2 separate regions of the Canis lupus genome follow, and region 1 is linked to region 2. A link is a contact called in public Hi-C data. All regions are on one chromosome and are shown on one strand. Each heading gives the region's core, a stretch centred on a gene start, on an enhancer-like site or on the middle of the called end of the contact. The rest is flanking DNA. Distances are from core to core; before and after follow the strand shown.

Evidence for each region. A called contact is a pair of places that touch in the nucleus more often than the background predicts.
Region 1: a contact with region 2 is called in a Hi-C map of skin fibroblasts, with 4 times the contacts expected there. The contact joins the promoter of LOC119869410 here to the enhancer-like site in region 2. A contact is called at or near these places in 5 of 9 Hi-C or Micro-C datasets (amygdala, blood, skin fibroblasts and 1 more).

What each region holds. Positions count from the first base shown.
Region 1 is chr15:30,784,618-30,789,001 of UU_Cfam_GSD_1.0, forward strand. LOC119869410 reads left to right here and starts at 2,905. Exons shown (of 6, transcript XR_005370467.1): 1 at 2,905-3,623. POC1B (POC1 centriolar protein homolog B) reads right to left here and starts at 3,388. Exons shown (of 12, transcript XM_038558627.1): 1 at 3,181-3,388; 2 at 2,136-2,220.
Region 2 is chr15:30,747,855-30,752,182 of UU_Cfam_GSD_1.0, forward strand. All of the region lies in intron 4 of POC1B (POC1 centriolar protein homolog B), which reads right to left. Among named protein-coding and RNA genes, the nearest start is that of POC1B, 38 kb to the right of the region's middle. Within about 2 kb of position 2,602, at least 2 of the 20 cell types and tissues checked have an H3K27ac peak or open chromatin away from gene starts, as enhancers often do. A contact at or near this core is called in blood, where this site is marked.

The sequences.
Region 1 (4,384 bases), core at 1,655-4,154, 37 kb after region 2:
TTTGAAGTATATTCAAAGAATTGATTGCCTCCTTGACCGTGGCATCCAAACAGTGAAAGGTTGGCACCTGTCGGGTTGTTGTCGGGAGAATTATAATCTAAACACTCAGAAGAGATTCCCATACTGCGAATAGCTCCATGCCAGCCTGGCCTATCCTCTGGAACGTGTAAATTAGAAAATACGTTTTTCAAATACCAGTCAAAGCTCTTGCACTTCAGCCGATCTCGTAGTAATTTCCTTTCAGAAATATCACCATAAGCTTCTTTCCTCGCTGGGGGGTTTCGGTTGTAGAAATGCTCTTTGTACTCATCCATCCACACTTCCGCTGCCCGAGCAGTGTTCTGGAGGAAATTGGGCCGAGCATATGGTGCCCGCTTGGGGAACACATGGCCCACATGGGAACACGGGTGGATCTCCAATTTCCCGCCACACTGCCACACCCTAAAAGACAGCTCAAGGTTTTCACCTCCCCACACTTCCATTCCGGTGTCGTATGTTCCAAGGTACTGAAAATATTTCTTGCTGACGGCAAACAGTCCTCCAGCCATGGTGGGCGATCTGATGGGGTCAATTCTCGATTTCCGTCTGTCCCTCTCATGTTTGGGGACGGAATGCCATTGGAAGGTTAGGCGCCAGTCAAACCCACCAATCATGGGCTCCCCGGTCTGCATATAAAATTCAAAAGTATTCCAATCGATGGTGTCTATAACGGGACAAACGATTGCTGTTTCGTCTTCACTAATTCTTTCCAAGAGCGGTTCTAACCAGCCCGAGTTGCACTCGCAGTGACAATCCAGGAAAGTGAGGACGTCCCCAGTGGCGAAAGTGGCCCCGATGAGGCGGGCTCTCACCAGCCCCTCGCGCTTACTCGTTCTGATCAAGCGGACTCTGTCGAGGTCGCTGATGTACGTTTCCAGCTGCGTCTTCAAATAAGCTCGGTCGCTCAAGTCATCCACCAGGACGATCTCCTTCAAAAGGACTGCAGGGGAGGTCTCCAGGACACTGTGGATGGTGCGGAGCAGGGTCGACCAGGCTTCATTATAGAAGGCGATGATAACGGAGGTGGTGGGGAGGCTGCGATAGTCAAACGTCTTGGCTCTGCACTCGTACATTCGCTTATCCTCTATGTGGCGGTGCAGGGAAATCCTGTCACTGAGATAAATGTTAATGGCATATCTCTCAATAAGTTCTTCTTGCTGCTTCAGTTCACCCTCGCCGAGCTGCAGTTTGCTGGCCTTTCCCCACTCCCCGAGCGCGTGGGAGTCTGCCGGCGGCTTCTTGTACAGCGGCCGGGACAAGTCCTCTGCCTCTCGCCGGGGGTCTGCGAGCTGTCTGGGGCCCCGCTCCCGGGCGAGGTCGGCTGCGGGGGAGGCGTGGAAGGTGGAGGCCGAGAGCTCCACCACGATATAGGCCACGGAGAGAAGCGCCAGCAACAGGCAGCTTTTGCGCGCCCAGGTCCACCTCGCGGCCACCCGGACCCTCATGGCTACGGGCGCGGGCGCCGCCGGCAGGGGGGCTGCGGCCCGCGGAGGGGGCTCGGGCTCGGGCTCGGGCTCGGGGCTCCGGCAGGGGCGAGCCTCGGGGCGGCTGCCGGGGTCACCTGCCGCCGCTCGGGCCTCGGCGTCCGGCGCAGCCACAGCTTCTCTCTCCCCGCTTCCTCCCGCTCCGCTCACAACTTTTCACAAACTCTGCAGCCAACACCCCACCCTCCCCCCTCCCCCCTCCCCCCTCCCGGGCCGAGGACAAACCCCTCCCCTGCCCACTCACTCCTCCTGGTGGTTAGTCCGCGAAAGTCCTCGGAGTTTCGAGGGGAGGGGAGGGGACGGGACGGGACGGGACGGGACGGGACGGGGTAGGGGGGCAGAGGGGACGACGGGGTAGGGGAGCGGAGCGGAGGGGAGGGGGTCGGGAGGAGAACAGAGGAGCGGAGAGGAGCGGAGGGCAGGGGACGGGGTAGGGGAGCGGAGGGGAGGGGAGGGGGGCCGGGACCCACGGAGCGCGGGGCCCGCCCCTCCGGCCGCGCAGCACCTCCGCCGGGTCCCGGGGCGCCCCGCGGCGCAGCGTGGAGCGGCTCGTGGAGCATCTGCCCGCTCGCCGGCACCAGCAGCAGCAGAGAGGCCCAGAGCAGAACTCACCAAGCTGTTTGCCGCTGGGACTGAAGTCCACGGAGGTGATCGCAGCTTTGTGGCCCTTAAAATACCGCTCCAGGACCGGGTCCTCCTGGAAGGGGAGCGGGCGGGTTTGCGGGCGAGCCCGCGGGACAGGGGCGCCCCCCCCGGGACCCCGGGACCCCGGGACCCCGCTCCCCCCGGGCCGCCCCTCCCCTCCCCCCCGGGGACCCCCGAATGCGCGTTCCCGGGCCCGGGAGGCACAGCGCGCGGCCCGGCCCCGCTCGCGGCGGAAGCCCGCGGGCCGATTCTGACGCAGACGCTCCACGGGAAGCCTCGGAGAGTTCTGGGGGCCGCGGGGCGCGGCAGGGGGCGGCCGGGGCCCCGGGGGCGCGGGAGGAGCGCCGGGGACGAGGCCGGGGCTCGGGGCTCGGGGCCCGGGGCGCGGGGGCGGGAGACGCGGACACGGCCTCCGCCTCCCGCCAGGTGCGGGCGAGGCAGCCCCGCCGAGGCGCCCCCAGCCCCTCCTTACCGGGGCGGCGGCCATGGGAGGAGCGGTCGGCGCCGGGCTCCCGCCGGCGGGGGGCCTCGGGGGGAAGGGAGGGGACGGGGCAGGAGGGGGGACCGTGCGGCGCCCGGAACCGTGCGCCCGGAGCGGCGGCGCCTCCCGGTCACTACAACAACGGCGGCCCAGTCAAACCCCGCGCTCCAGGCGTGGCCAGCCGAGCCCCGAAGCGTGCCGGCGCGGGGCGGGGGGGGGAGCGGGCCCCCGCCGCGGGGCAGGCGGGACGCCAAGGGGGCAGGTGTGGCCGCGCACGGACGCCGCGGCTTAGGGACCCCCGCGCTTCGAGCCCGGCACGGGGGGAAGTCGAGCCGGGGCTGGAAACGCGGCCGCTTGAGAGGCTCCTGATCGATGCGCTCGGAGTTCTATTGCATGTTAAAGAGACAGCGCCCACCGGGTCGCAGGAGGTCTGCGCCGGCCCCAGGACGGAGGGACGGAGGGACCGAGGGCGGGCGGGCGGCCTGGTGGTCGCTGGTTCGCGCGCGGGGGCTGAGCCCCCGGAGGACACACCTGTATTCAGGTCGTCGCCACGTGGGCCACGAGGAGCGTCGCGATGTGAGTCACAGATGCTGGTGGACGGACGACGCCGTGACCGCCGCGGCCGCAGGGAGCCCCGCGGAGAAGCTCGAGCGGCCGCGAGGGCCCCGGGTCGACCCGATGGCGGCGGCCTCGAGGACGCGGGTCCGAGATCCCGGGGCCAGAGCTCGCGCCGCGGGGTGCGTCCCGGTCTCGGGCCTCCCTGAGCGCGGGCGGGACGGCGCGAAACCTACCGAGATACGCGTTACCGGCAGCAAAGGAAGCGAGGCGGCGGCGGCCCACGCCCGGGAGGGCAGGTGTGTCCCCGCCTGCGGCCAGGCCCTCCGGCCGCGGGCTCCGGCGCTCGTCGACACTGCACGTCGCAACCGCAAGCAGCCGGGAGGTGCCTTTGGGTCTCGGTCTCGGTTCAAGTCCAGGTTTGTGGACTGGCCGCCGGCGCGCTCCGAGGGCCCAGAGGCGCCTGTTGCGGCCTGTGCGGGACGAGCCGGGGCCGCGGGCGAGAGACGCCGACCCCACGCGGACGCGGACGCCGACGGCGCGGGCTCAGGGCCCCGCAGGCGCGTCCGGGCCTCCGCCGGGTGCGGGTGCGGGTGCGGGAGCGGGTGCGGGGACCGTCACTCTAGTCCAGGATCTGCCGTAGCCCGGCCGGCCCCTCCCAGCAGCCCATCAACGCGCTGCCGCGGGAATCTAAGCTGTGCTTGTTCCCAGGCTAGGTTTAGCTTAAAAACAAAAAACAAACAAACAAACACACATACTTAAAAACAGTTTTGGGGTGCTGGTTTGAATGTAAAATGTGGTAGCTTTGTGCACAGCAGTTTGGCACTTCCTCCAAAAGTTAACTCCTGGGTTTTGTTTTTAAGATTTTATTTATTTATGAGAGACGCAGAGAGAGAGAGAGAGAGAGAGAGAGGCAGAGACACAGGCAGAGCGAGAAGCAGGCTCCATGCGGGGAGCCCGACGCGGGACTCGATCCCAGGACTCCAGGATCACACCCTGGGCTGAAGGCGGACGCTCAACCGCTGAGCCACCGGGGATCCCACCTCCTGGGTTTATACAGGAAAGTATTGAAAGCAGAGACTAGGGGAATCCCTGGGGGGTTCAGCAGTTGAGTGCCTGCCTTCCAGGCAGGATCCCAGGGTCCCGGGATCGAGTCCCGCTCGGGGCTCCCTGCATGGGG
Region 2 (4,328 bases), core at 1,352-3,851:
GGCATCGTCCTGGGTAATGGAGACAGAGTGGTGAATGAGACTGGTAAGATTCCTGCCCACATGAGGTTTTCATTCTAGAAAGGGCACACAGATAATATCATTTTAGATAGTGCTAAGAGTCTGTCACAGAAAGGTGCCAATTCGTCAGCGGAAGTTCCATGGGAGCAACAGGATTTTAAAGAAACTAGTAAATAAGGAAAAGGAGGCAGCTTGGCTGGCTAGAAATTCATCCTGAGCAGGAGGAGCTAGAGGCCGGGAGAATTTCCGGTGCTAACCAGATGAAGGGGATGAGAATGGTAGGTAAGTAGAGAGTGAAGGAGGTGCTTGAGAAGAACCTGGTGTAGGGCGGGGGCTCTACTCCCAGCTCAACACAACCAAAGGCGTGCTCAGGCTTAAGGCTGTTTCCCTCCCCTGGAAATAGGTGAGCACCAATAAAACAGGCTTCTCTTGGTCCTGACTTTGGTCAGGAAAGAATCGTCCTTTCCTTTGTCAGGGCTTACACGTCTAACTGGGTTATTACTTTTAAGAATGTTAAGAGGATATAACATTTCTGCTGAGACATCAACAGATTTCTACCTAATTCAGCACCACGTAACTACCTTTTAAAACCTTTAGAGAAAAAAAAAATAAAAAATAAATAAATAAAATAAAACCTCTAGAGAGGGGCACCTGGGTGGCTCAGTCAGTTAAGCATCTGCCTTTGGTTTGGGTTGTGATCTCAGTGTCCTGGGATCAAGCCCTGCATCGGGCTCCCTGTTGAATGGGGAGTCTGCTTCTACCTCTCCCTTTGCCCCTCCCCCAGCTTGTGCCCCTCCCCCAGCTTGTGCCCTCTCTCTCTCTCTCTCTCTCTCAAATAAATAAAATCTTTTTTAAAAAATTAAAAAATAAAACTTCTACAGAGTGTGTCACTGAGAAGGACATCGTATTAGTCAATAGTGACTAATGGATTAGCACACATGAACTGTCTGCACACATGAACTGTATCCAGGAAATTAACTCAGCTACTATTCAATCTCTTAAACATACTGATACTCATTTGAGAGAATCAGGAAATTAGTGAACTTCTTTCTAGAACAAACGGTTCACAAGTCCCTGAGAATAGCCCAATTGTATAACAGGATTTCTTTAACTTGTAATCTATGGAGTTTCTGAAACTGCATGTAAGATTGTATTATTATATGCACAGCCATAGGGTTATTCCCTCATTAGAGAGCCAAAGGGGTCCATGAACCATGAGAAGTTTCAAAATGCTTTCATAAGAATTCAAAATTTTCCTTTGGAAATTTATTATCATGGGAATGAATATTCTATAAAAAGACAATTCCAGGCCTCGAGGGTCTGACACCAAACAGAGTAGGTGTCTGTTCCATTAAGAAACAAATCATTAGTAACCGGTACTCTGAAGCCAGCAGCTATTCAATAGGACGGGGAAGCAGTAAAAATAAGTGGAAATAACACTGCCCTGTCAGTACACGGTCCTGAATTCTAGGGCCAATTCTGCAACTGCCCAGCTATGTAACCTTATAAAATTCAAAACCACACCGGCCACCGTTTTCTATTTGTATAATGAGGGAGTTTGGATTGCATTCAGACCTAAACTTTCACAGACTCATTTAAAAAAAAAAAAAAATACACTGGCAGTCTCAGAGTTTACTTTGGTGGGATTTTGTGTTTGTATACTGAAGGTGAAGTTCAAGGCAATAAACACAACATTTATGTTTTTTTTTTTAAGTGCTGGTCAGCATCAGAAGGGAATCCATCTGTTAATGGCAGTAACAGGATTCATTCCTACAGCCGCTGAGAGACAAAAAGCAGATGAAAGAGATATAAAAAGATTTAACTATGCCATGAAACATACTAATTATTTTTTGGGTCATTTACCATTTATATGCCCAGACTTCTCTCCTGGGATCTCCACCCACAAGTACGACTGCCTACTGGGCATCTCCTCTTGGATATCCTGCAGGCACCTCCAACTCTAAACTTGTCCAATTCTGAACTCATCGTCTTTTTTCCTCAAACTGCTCCTTCTCCAGTGTTCCTTTTCTCAGTACTTTCTAACAGGCCAGAAACCTAGGAGTCACACTTCGTGCCTCTTTCCCCCCTTAACCCCCCACCCCACACACACACACTCTCCAATCAATTATCAGGCTCTGTCTCTTCAAACCATTAAGGGAACTAATGTCTTCCCTCCTCTACAGGCAATAAAAGTGATCTTTAAACATTAAATTAAAAAAATAAAATAAAAAAATAAACATTAAATCAAATTTCTCTGATTAAAACATTTTGATGATTTTGCATTTCCCCTGGGAAAAAGCCTGGCATCCTTACCACTACTTGCCAGGTCCTCCAGAGTCAGCCCTCCTGTCTCTGCATCACCCTACTTACTCTTCCTGGGACACACGCCTTTCCTCTCAGGTCCTTGCTCCTGCCTCAGGAAGTTTCCTCCGTGCTATTCCCTGTGCCTCAAATGCTGCCCCCTACTCTTTACCTAGTTTAAAATACTTAAAAGGATTTTACTCATTCAGCAAGTCTCTGCTCAGTGTCACTTCCACAGGAAGTCTTCCGGGCCACCCCCACCCCCAGGTTAGTTCCTCAGTGTGTATTCTTAGAGCAGCTCATCTTCACACTTAGGTCACACCAAGCATTCTGTTCACTTCTCCAAAAGACGTAAGCTCCAAGAAGACAGAAACCACATCTGTCTCATTTACTGTTGCACCCCCAGACACAGTATATGGCACTGAGTAGGCCTTTAGTAAATATTTAAGGTAGTAAAAAAAAAAAAAATTTAAAGAGAATTGGGGGCAGCCCGGGTGGCTCAGCAGTTTAGCGCTGCCTTAGCCCAGGGCGTGATCCTGGAGACCCGGGATCGAGTCCCACGTCGGGCTCCCTGCATGGAGCCTGCTTCTCCCTCTGCCTGTGTCTCTGCCTCTCTGTTTCTCAAATAAATAAATAAAATCTTAAAAAAAAAAAAAAAAAAAAAAAAAAGAGAGAGAGAGAGAGAATTGGGCCCAGTTTAATATTATAGCCAATGAAAGCTGATGTCTTTGCAATTTGGGGGTGCCTGGGTGGTTCAGGGATGGAGCCACACATCAGGCTCCTTGCTCAGGGGAGAGCCTGCTTCTTCCTCTCTCTCTGCCTGCTGCTTTGCCTACTGGTGCTCGCTCTCTGTCAAATAAAAAAAAATAAACTGTTAAAAAAATTTTTTGTAATTTGTTATGCAGTGTGAATATATCGAATGACACTTAACTGTATACTTTAAAAGGTTAAAATGGTAAGCTCTATCTACCACTATAAAGAAAAACCTCTGCAATTCAGATGGTCAAAGATCACTTGTAACCACCACCACCAACTGAAAATTAAAGGCAGATTTTTTTCCCCTAAAAATTAATACTGGAAAAGCAATAATGTTGGAAAAGTTGTCTCAATAGGCTGTACTTATTTTTGATGGAGGATACCACAAAAAAGCATGTTATCCTAGAGTATACATTATTTTTAAGAACACAGGGCTATAATAATTTTACCTATTAAAAAAAATTCTTTGCCACTGGAAAAAGATAGTATTTTCTCACCTACACATATATTTCAAATGATAAATGTTTTCTTCATTACTCATTAAAGAAAAACCAGATGTTAAAAAATGGGAAATACAGTAAGCAAAAAAAAGTCCATAGTCTCATCACTCAAAATCACACTTAACATTGCATGTATGATAGCTACTTTATCTATTATACTGTAATCATGAGTTCTGAAATTTGCCCTCCCTCCCTCACATAAACATTTTCATGTCATTACTTGCCTATAGACCTCTTTTAATGCTACATGATCGTCTAAATTTACTTAACTAGCTTTCTTTATTTGGAAAATTGGTTCTTTCCAATTTATCACCATTATAAACTATACTGAAAGCAGTATCTTTGAATACAAAGCTTTTTCTTCTGCACACAAAAGAGTATGTACTTAGAATATATTTCTAATTGTGAAGTCACTGCAACAAAGACACCTGATATATTTTGCAAATTCATTTTCTAAAAAGACTACTAATCTATGTTTAAAAGCATTAATATATTTCCCAATAGAGAGCATATCTTGAAAATATTTCTGTGGATTAAAATGTACGATCATAAACAACGGTTACCCCAAAGAACATAGTTAGCTAGTCATCACTTCTTAAGTGAATAGACACCATCTCTATGCCACATAGAGAAAGACTAGGCTCCAAGGACAAACTTATGATAAGTACTAAGCACAGACAGACACAGAATTTTAATTATTAAAGTCCATGCCATACTTTTAAAATTCAAATATTAAAGGGAAAAACACTTGCT